2 separate regions of the Zea mays genome follow, and region 2 is linked to region 1. Evidence: chromatin contacts called from public Hi-C data. All regions are on one chromosome and are shown on one strand. The core of a region is the stretch at or near the end of the contact, and the rest is flanking DNA. Distances in the headings are between cores, read along the strand shown.

Region 1 (4,941 bases), core at 1,179-3,678:
CCAGAAATTGAAGACTTAGTCATGAATTTCTGAATAGAGCAGTAAACATCAGGATGGTCATACTTGAATATCAGCCTAATTGCTTAGCATTGAAAGCTACCGCTAATTTATTTAACAGACTTAGTGCCTCTAATTTAAGTATTCAACTAAATAACCAGTGGTGGACGGTTGATCACATCGCCAAGCATGGGCTACCCGACCAGCCAGCTTGCGCTCTCTATGATCAGGCTGAGACTATCCGGCACGTACATCCTAATATCCTGTGTTTACCTGGCAAGTTTGGACTTTTGGTCTTCCAGAAACTTTCCATGACGGCTTCGGCACCTCCAATCGATGCAACAAGTTTCTTCAGATGGTGGGGGAACACCATCAGAAATACACCTAAGGAGATGCACAAGGGGCTGTATTCACTTATTATTCTGGTGGCCTAGGAACTATGGAAACTTAGGAATGCTTGTGTGTTTGAGGGCCTTTCTCCAAATATTCAGAGCCTTCTACAGAAGGTTGCTGATGAATGCAGTTCTTGGTGCAAGGCAGGTGCCTCTGACATCCAGGCCTGCTCCTAAGGTCGAATGAACAGAACCTATTTTCAATGACACATGCCTTTGTAGTTAACATTGTTTGTTTGGTGTGGATTTGGGTGGAGTTGTTCTCGCCTCACTCTTGTACTCCTTTTCCTCTTAATGAAATGACATACAACTCTCCTGTAGTTTGAGGAACATACTCCCTCCATCCTGAATTATAAGTCGTTCTAGCTTTTTTAGATACATAGTAAAAGTTATGTATCTAGACAGAAGTGTATATCCAGATGCATAACAAAATCTATGTACCCAGAAAAGCTAGAACGACTTATGATTTGGAATGGAGGGACTAGTAAATATCTTTTTGGTTATCTGGTATAATGATGTCCAGGCTCCAATTTGATTGTACAGAGTCTATGTAATGTATGCACCTTGGAAAAACAAGAATTCTGATTGACACATAACATAAACTTTGACAGTTTGACTGTTCAAAAATCTGGTGAGTAGTATTACAAAACTCAAGGAAGTTGTTGCTTTTACAATATTCAAGCATTGAGGGTTTACGAACTAACTTTTAAACACACCACACATATCCACATGATTTCGACTACTTATGCTGCCGCAATCATATGACAATAAATTCTACCTGGCATTGGTACTGGTCGTGGCATAAGTCAAAATTATCAGTGTTACACAAATTAGAAGCACGATTAGTTAATTTAATTTCTGCAAAGATGTAGAGTCTCATGTTCCTTTTCTGTCGGCAAGAGCCAAAGTTCACATCTGCCCTTTAATTCATACATTTCTAGCATTTTCACTAAGAATTCCAGTTTAGTAACGAGCAACAGTGCTATCGATTGGCAGAATCCACTACTTTCTGAACCAGAGAACATTTGAAGAAAGTACTTCAGATATTTCACTGACAAATTTAAGTTTACCTTTTAAATGACTTGTCTTGATCAGGATGGCCAAAAGCATCACAGGCATCAGCAGTTACATTGGCCACATTACCATTCACATCACTGCAGGCATCGATGGTCAGGTACTGCAAGGGGTTGCCGGGGACATTCTCAAGCACAGCATTTACCATGGAACTCTCTGAAGTTGTAAGCCTACTCTTCTGTCTTGGCGAATTCGGACCATAGAAACAGCTAGCCTCGACCACAGAACCACTTTCATCACCTTCGACTCCACCCAACAAGTCCTCAGCTTCACCACCTGAGTTTAGATCACATTCCTCGATTGGATAAATTGGGCTCTGGAATGTCGACAGCGCATCTAAGATGGCATCAGAATCGCTGCAGGCCCTTCTGAGAGGAGGGAGCTTGGGAGCTTTCCCAGAATCTTCAAGGAGATCATCCAGCCAGCACGGTGGTTCACCAATGAACGTATCCCCAGATGGAAACCTGCAGCTTTGCGTGAACATGCCGTCATCCCTTCGAGTGATCTGAGGACCCAGCGGTGGGCAGCGGGGTGGGAGGTGGGGTGACCGAGACATGGAGAGAAAATAGCCTCGTATCTTTGATGGCCTTCCACTTTTGGTTCTGCTAAGTAACTAGAGTCAATCGAGCATCCCTTGCGTTCTTCTTTTCATATATGGAAAAAACAGCAACTTTGGGTTAGATCCGAATATAAGTAGCCTGCATTAGGATTTTGGGAGGGTTAGGGGTGCTCGATTTCGCACAGCAGGAAGATTAGAAAAGGAAGTAGCTGACGTACCTGGAGGATGGTTGTATCGGTGAAAGAGCCCACGAAAACCTGGCGAAGGTTGGTGCCGGTTGCGCAGTCGGCGCCACGAAGTGAAAGGGTTCAGGGGTGTGAGTAGGGAGGGAGGAGAAAGGAAAGGAACGGGTGTGGTTCGGGTGAACCGTGAACGCAAGAGTCGCCAGACGCGGTTGATGAACGCAAACGCAACGGCCTTGAAGTTGGCGGCGGAATGAAATGGGCCTGTAGTCCTGGCTCATGGGCTGTCGGCTTCGCTGGTGGAATTTTGGGTGAAAATCCATCTGCATATAACCTCATTCTAACTATTGCATGGTCCACATTATCTTTTGGTTAAAAAATTGTATTTTTATAAACCATTTTAGAGCTAGTTTAGAAACTCCATTTTTCTAATGGATTTATATTTTCTCAAGAGAAAATAAACTAATTTTTTTGGGAAAATAAAAATCTCTTAGAAAAATGGTGCTCCCAAACTAGCCCTAAACTAATAAAACTATTAGATTTAGCATCTCCAAAAGTCTTTCTAAATTCTGCTATCTTTGGCTACCGAGAAACACAAAATAAAAGATGGCTATATTTGGATAACCATTTAAATAAGTTGTTAGATGTTATTTTTTACAAAAAATCTATTTATATCAATTAGCAAAAATATAGAGATCCTCTTAGAGTTGCTCTTAAAGTAGTTTAGGCTTTCATGACATCTAGGGCTTGAAAAACTTGAAACTCGTTAACTTTCTCAGATCGGCTCACTAGTGTCTTGGCTCGTTTGTATTTTTTAACGAGGTAAGCCAACACTCTAATTTGGTTTACTAATGACAAGCTTGGTCCAAATTGTGGGACAGGCGAGCCAAGTTATCATCCTAGACGCAAACACATGGACATGACCTAGTCGCCCACATCGTCAGCCCATTGCTCACGAGACCACAACACAAAGCAGTCCAATTAACAGTTTAACACCAAGCCCTACAACTATGACTTGTCCATTGTTGGAACTTGCTCTCCTGGGCAAGTTGATCCAACGGGGGAGTGGAAAGGATGCAAGTAAGGTTTAACTCGAGATGACGATTGCTCTGTTAATCCAGCCTCTCAAGGGCACTGTACGGGGGTATTTATAGGTGCCCGAGCGCTCAACGTCCCGATGTAAGGACGTTTATGCCCTCAGGCACCTGGATTATCCCCAGAATATTCCCATAAGGGAGGGTTACAGACTGTCATTACAGCAAAGCTATTATAAATCAGGCCCGTAACACGCTTGTCCGTGCGGGACCTGTTACAATGGGCCGAATCCCACGTGGGCCTCCAGGTCGGGTGAGGACGTGGGGGTGGAGAGACTTCGTCGTGGGCCTTCGTCTTGCAGTGAAGAGGATGAAGGGTGGGCCGCTCCGGTCATCTTGCCTCCGTTGGTGCAGCGAGTTGACGAAGGCCTAGAGCGAAGGGTAGCGTCTTTGCCTTCGCCCCAACATTTGCCCTCCGAGGGACCAGTTCGACTAAGTCATCTGGTGCCGAAGATGTCGCTAGATGGTGGAGATGCTGCCCTCGCTCGAAGTGGTTCCACGGGGGTTTTTGATGTGACCGTTGACGGACGTGGTACTGTTGGACTGTGGGCTTCCCGAAGCGTCGTGCCTTGTGTATAAAAGGGAGGCGGCGCGGCTCAGGCTCTCTTACCTTTCTGTGCGCCGCAAAACCCTAGCATTTTGAAACTGTTCGCCCGCTCGCCTGCCCTCCTTGCTCCTGTTCATCGGAGATCTGGTCCGCGTCAAGCAGACCGCGCGCCGCCACCGACGGTACGTAGCCATGCCGTCTTCTTCTTCATCCGCTGCGAATACGCCGTTGGGCGAATTGTCGTCCGAGGGTACCTTCAGTGATTTGGCGGCGGTGGAGCTGCACCTGGGCCACACGGTGGAATTCGACATCTCGAGGATCTCCTCGGTTCACGTGCAAGACATGCAGCAGTTGTGGTATTTTGGGAATGGAGTTGGACGAGTCCCGAGGGCGGAAGAGATTCCTGAGCCGGAGGGTGAGATAATTGTGTTCGAGGCATTTTTTACTGTCGGCCTTCGGTTACCTGCACATCGTTTTGTGGTGGAGGTGTTACGGAGGTATGGCATGCAGATCCATCATTTGACACCTAATGCCGTGGTGGCCCTGGCGAAGTATGTCTGGGCAGTGACTTCGTATGGCGGTCAGCCCTCCGTAGAGGTCTTCGCCAAGAATTATTGTTTGCACTGGCAGAAGAGAAAAGTTGGAAGCAAGATTGCATAGTTTGGATCATGCACCTTTACACCGAGGACTGGAAGACTTCGGTGGAAGTTGTGGAGCTAGTTCCCTGCGCCCGCAACAAGTGGGGCAACTGGTATGATTATTGGTTTTATGTGGCGGAAGGCGAAGTCGAATACCTCCCAGGACTCCCGGCGGCCGTGATGTGCTCCCACTACTATGTGGCGTTCTCGCCGTTTGAGGTGGCGGAGGATGATAGCGACGAAGGGTCCCTTCGTTGTGCTGCCCGCATGAGTAGCGGGCGCGATTTAGTTGAGGAATTCATCGGTTATGGAGTGTGGCCCTTGGCGCATGGCTGGGCGTTGGGCGAAGTATGCCCTCTCCAGATGCCCTCCCTGGGCGAGCAGCAAGTGCGAAGTCCGGCCTTCGCGTTGGATCTACGTGGCCGGGATCCAGCCGCATTCGTGCGTGAAGTGGAAGA
Region 2 (4,941 bases), core at 928-3,427, 790 kb after region 1:
GTATCTATGCACTTGAATGTTTGTTCTTATGATACCTATTTGGTTTGATTCTTTGATTGAATGTGATGGGTTGTGGAATAATATCCACAATTGCTTCTAAATACATACATGCATAAAAAATAATAGATGTTAACTACTTCACTAATATTTCTTTCCCTTAAAAAGAATAATAGATCAATCTTATCTTAATAGGTTCATCTCATCTTAAAAGATTCTATCTTATCTTATAGATCCAACTTACTTTAGAAGATTCTATTCTAACTTAATAGATTCTATCCTATCCTAATGAATTTACTTATCCCAACCTAGACAGAATCTATAATCTAATAAAATCTAGTCATATTCAATCTAATCCAGTTCTCATCTAAATCCAATGGGATCCAATCAAATCTAAAGTCACCTAATAGATTAACCTAATCTAAATTAGATTCAATCCTATCTAATCTAACATGTGTATCTTATCCCACCTGATCCCATTAGATTAATTGGACTCTACTCCTAGAAACCATGTTCTCACCTAAATCTAAATTGGTGCATTAGATCAACTCGGCCATGAAAAAACAACCTAACCAACGTATTCATGATGACCATCCATTCCACACCTAACATCAAACTAGATTTCAACCTACCTCATATAGCTTGCCCTACCCACAATTGTCTTAACCAAGACACCGAGACGAATAAGATCGACCTCAAGAAAAGGATAAGAGTCACCGTCAAAGAAGGTAACCGTCAAGTATAGAAGTCAAACTGGATCTCTGGATGAATCAAGATCCACCGTCCAGGATAGAAGTTTTCTTGCCTAACCTTCTCTTATCCTAATCTTCTCTAAATCTTACCTATTAGCTAAAACATAATATGCACATGTTTTCTAGCCACACCTGCTAATGAAGAGAAACTTTTGGGAGCATTAAAACTAATTGAAAACTAAACGTTAAAAAAACTGTCTACATCCCTTTCATTACTAATCTCGAGGACGAGGTTATTTCTAAGGGGATAGAATTTGTAACACCCAAAATCACATTTTGGTGATTCATAGACTTCTCCAGAAGGCTTCAGAAAAATGATTTCCTAAAGTATATTCCCCTTTATAGCTATATAATTAAAGCAATCTTTAAAAATAGCTGAATTAAAATAATTCACGTTAAAAGGAAATAAGTAATGAATACTAAATTTTAATTTTTTTTAAAAAAAATCTTATTAAAATAAGACATGTGTATGTGAATTATGTTTAGAAGCATGTGGATAATTATATATTAAAATAAAATATTTTTACCATGCTGGAGTTTTATGTTGTGCATACTAACTTGAATAGAAAACTTTAAACTCAGATTGGAAATTTGAAATAGGAGTTTGAAATAAGAAACTAAAAGAAAAAAAGAAAACAATCATACCCGCGCTATGGGCCGAAATGGCCTCGGTCGGCCCACCACCCTCCCGCTCTGCTGGCAATTGCACCCACACCAGCCCATCTCACCAGTTTCCTCTTTTGTATTACCCTATCGCTGACACCGCGGGCCCTACCCTCAGCCTTACCCGTGCTCGCTCACGCGTCAGCATTCACAGATCGACGTGTGGGCCATCTTCGTCAGAACCATCTTCCCCTTCAATCTCGGGCTAGCGTAACAAAAATCGGCCGCCGCGAAGTGCCCCCTGGATCAACGGCGACCCGGTGATGCTTGTTTCCCGCCTACAGGTATAAAGCGCAACTGAGCCGCACCCCCTAGAACCCAAGCCATAGTCGTGCCTAGCCAGTCACCATGGGAGAAGAAGGAGCTTGCGCAGAGAGAGAGAGAGGATGGTCCGCCACCGTTGAATCTACCACACGCTGTCACAGTGCTCCAACAAAGGGAGCAGGGAGGAGCGTTAGACCAGGCCGCACGTCCTCCGTGCTTAATCGAGCAACGAGGGTGACTGGAGTGCGGGGAATTGCTCACTAGAGCTAAACATCCACCGTGGGTCCGCTGCGAGCCAAGGGTAGAGCCCTCCACGCCGCGCCATCCGGTAAGTCACCTCCTATCGAGTTTTTGTATGCGTGAATTTTGTTTTGCTCATTTCTAGGGACGATTTGATCGCCAGACTGCGGGTGTCGTTTCTGCGGCCATGGCGCCGTCGCGCTAGATCGTGCGCCGCCGTCGGTGTCCAGCCAATGTGGGGAGAAACCCTGTTTGACCGTTGTTGCGTGATGAACGGGTCAGATCAGATAGGCGTAACGGTTCAACAGGATCCAATCCGAGCCATAGATCTTTAAGGCCTTGTTCGCTTATTCCTAGTATACATGGATTGGATGGGATTGGAAAAAATTTAGAAGAACTTTGACTTGCTTGGGATTTAAATCCATCCAATCCCACTCAATCCACATGGATTGAGAGCTAACCGAACAAGCCCTAAGCGGGTGGTGGGGTTTAGATCGCGTTTAATAACATCTAGGCCATCGATCGGAGATCCGATGGCCGAGAGTGTGTACCGGTTTGGATTCAAGCTGGATCTAATTCAAACCGCGGGATTGTGATAAGACGGCTGATCTTCACCGATACCCCTTCAGCCTGAACATTTTCTAAAGAGCCCCTTGGCTTTACTATAATAAACTCGCCCTCCCCCGTAGTGCTGGGAAATAACAGTTTGGTCCTCGGATTTTACAAAACATCCCATAATGTTTATTAAGTAGTTCCGAAAATTGTTTTTGCTATAAAAATAAATCTAGAACCTTAGAAAATTCATATCTCCTTCGTTTTAACTCTGAATTACTCCCTTCCAGTTCCTATAGCTTCATAATAAAATTTCCTACACAGTAACAACATTATTTGTAAAATATCACATGCTATTATAATTAGATATTCATTGAATCTAAGAATAGTAGATTAATCTTGCTAACCAAAGTAAATCTGTCCATAGTTGAAAACTAACTAAGATATAAATCTATAATCAAGTTATAAATTAGATTAAAAAGTTGAATTAGTGGTAGATTGGTAACTCCGATTTTAGTGATTCTTGAACCTAAGATCCCGTAGCAACGCGTAGAATATTCTTACGCAATTGTTTTCTCCTGTTTGGTGTACTGTTATGTTTATGTACTCCTTGCCCATTTGTATGTATTGCTACGAGTAGCAGTGAGGTCATGAGAAATCTAAAGACCAACTTGGTGAAGTACCTAGAATCTCAAGTCTAAGGCAAGTTGTGCCCTTGATCACTCTACTTTACCCAATAATGTTCATGTTAATCACTTTGACATGCTCAAGTTAATTTGATGGGACCTAATAGGTTTCCCTAGTATTGTTTATCCCATACCTTGCAAACAAATGAACTATTGGGTAGATTTGCTATTGCTCTACCTAGTTTTCGGATTAATGCTATACTGAATTATGATCATGCTCCACTATCATTGTTGGTTTATTAATGTTCATAATAAGATCATTGTGTTAATTGGAACATGGAGAACCACCCGAGAAAATAGTGCTACCACAAGGGTGGTATGGGACGCCCTTGGCTGAATAATTAGGAAAGCTAGTGGAGGACTACCTTACCCAAAAAGGGCAAGGGCAGTAGAGGAGCTGCGGTATAGGGAGGTTCTTGGGTCGATCATGCTACGATGGCTTTTCGAACGAGTGATTCCTATATCGCCCTTCTCAGAAACCGTAGCTGGTTTTCTAAAGCTAGTGGAACTTTGTAAAGGCCTCATAGTGCTACCCTGTCTCGTCTCCTCGGTAGAGATGTATGGGATTCATGACCCTGTGGCAAATAGGTAACACGACTTGTAGGTAAAGATGAGCAACCTCTGTAGAGTGTAAAATTGGTATATCAGTCGTGCTCACGGTCATGAGCGGCTCAAACACTCACATTATTAACTTATGGAAATAAACTTAATTTGTCATATGCATTGCATTGTGGGTGTTATTATTAATTGTGATCTCTTATTTATTTAGGTTGGTATTTAATTATACTTTGTAACTGATAATAAAACTTTGACCAACTTTAAAAGCAACGTCAGCTTTAACCTTCTCCTTGGTAAGCCTTACACTTCACATGAGCCTCCGCCGTAAGAGAGCTCATGCACATTATTCCCCACAACTTGTTGACCGATGAACGTATGTGAGCTCACCCTTGCTGTACTCACATCCCCCCAGGTCCAGAACAGGTACCTTCAAGATGAGGAGCATGAAGGAGGTCGTGATGATGTTCGTGAGAGGTCTAGGTCATCGTCTCCCAGACAACTATGGCTGCTGGATCGTTGTCTCCTTATGATGTAATTATTTAACTATTTTGTACATAACTCCATTATATATTAAAGATGTGGCATTCGTTTCTGTACCATGTGTCATCAAATGTGTGAGACTTGATCCTAGCACACATTTGATTCGCACCCGGGTTGGCCCTTAAATCCGGGTGTGACCCATATCTTCTTAATCTTCAATCTTATGCTCAAGCAATCCAATTGCTTTCATCTTTGGCATCTTTCTTAGCTTTCGAAGCTTTACTCAAAATAAGTCTGTGTATATTGCAATGGTTAAGTCCAAAAAACAATAGACAAAGTTTTATCTATAAAAGATAATTTGCAAGGCCAAATAAGCCATACAATCTGCGAGTTGGTCTTTCGGCGTAGCAGATAGCCCGCATTCCAACTTTAGATAAACCATTTTGTCCATCATCTCACGGCATACTTCAAGTTCCCTATTGTCCAAAAGACAGTAGAGATAATCATCCTCATCATTATCACCGTAAAAAAGCGAGCCCGAGGGGTATTTCAAATCTTCGACATAATCTTGGACTTTGGCAATCTAGGTCGCAGTTAGTTTTCCCCTAGAGGCGTGCCGAATAATGTACTCATGTCGTCTAGGCGGTACCACCTCAACCGCCATCATAGTTGTTTCTTCTTTAGAACCTTCGGCTTTAGAACCTTTGGCTTCCTCCCTTTCTTTTTCGTTAAGAGCATCGGCTATAATA

What was found. A called contact is a pair of places that touch in the nucleus more often than the background predicts.
Region 2: a Hi-C map of ear shows a contact between it and region 1, with 2.1 times the contacts expected there. The contact joins the enhancer-like site here to the promoter of LOC100280215 in region 1. A contact is called at or near these places in 2 of 25 Hi-C or Micro-C datasets (ear and tassel).

What each region holds. Positions count from the first base shown.
Region 1 is chr4:115,236,149-115,241,089 of Zm-B73-REFERENCE-NAM-5.0, forward strand. LOC100280215 (putative bZIP transcription factor superfamily protein) reads right to left here and starts at 2,429. Exons shown (of 5, transcript NM_001153146.2): 1 at 2,241-2,429; 2 at 1,460-2,161. The coding sequence starts at 2,019.
Region 2 is chr4:116,029,729-116,034,669 of Zm-B73-REFERENCE-NAM-5.0, forward strand. No RefSeq gene overlaps it. Among protein-coding and RNA genes, the nearest start is that of LOC103653602, 57 kb to the left of the region's middle. Within about 2 kb of position 2,178, at least 20 of the 20 cell types and tissues checked have an H3K27ac peak or open chromatin away from gene starts, as enhancers often do. A contact at or near this core is called in ear and tassel, where this site is marked.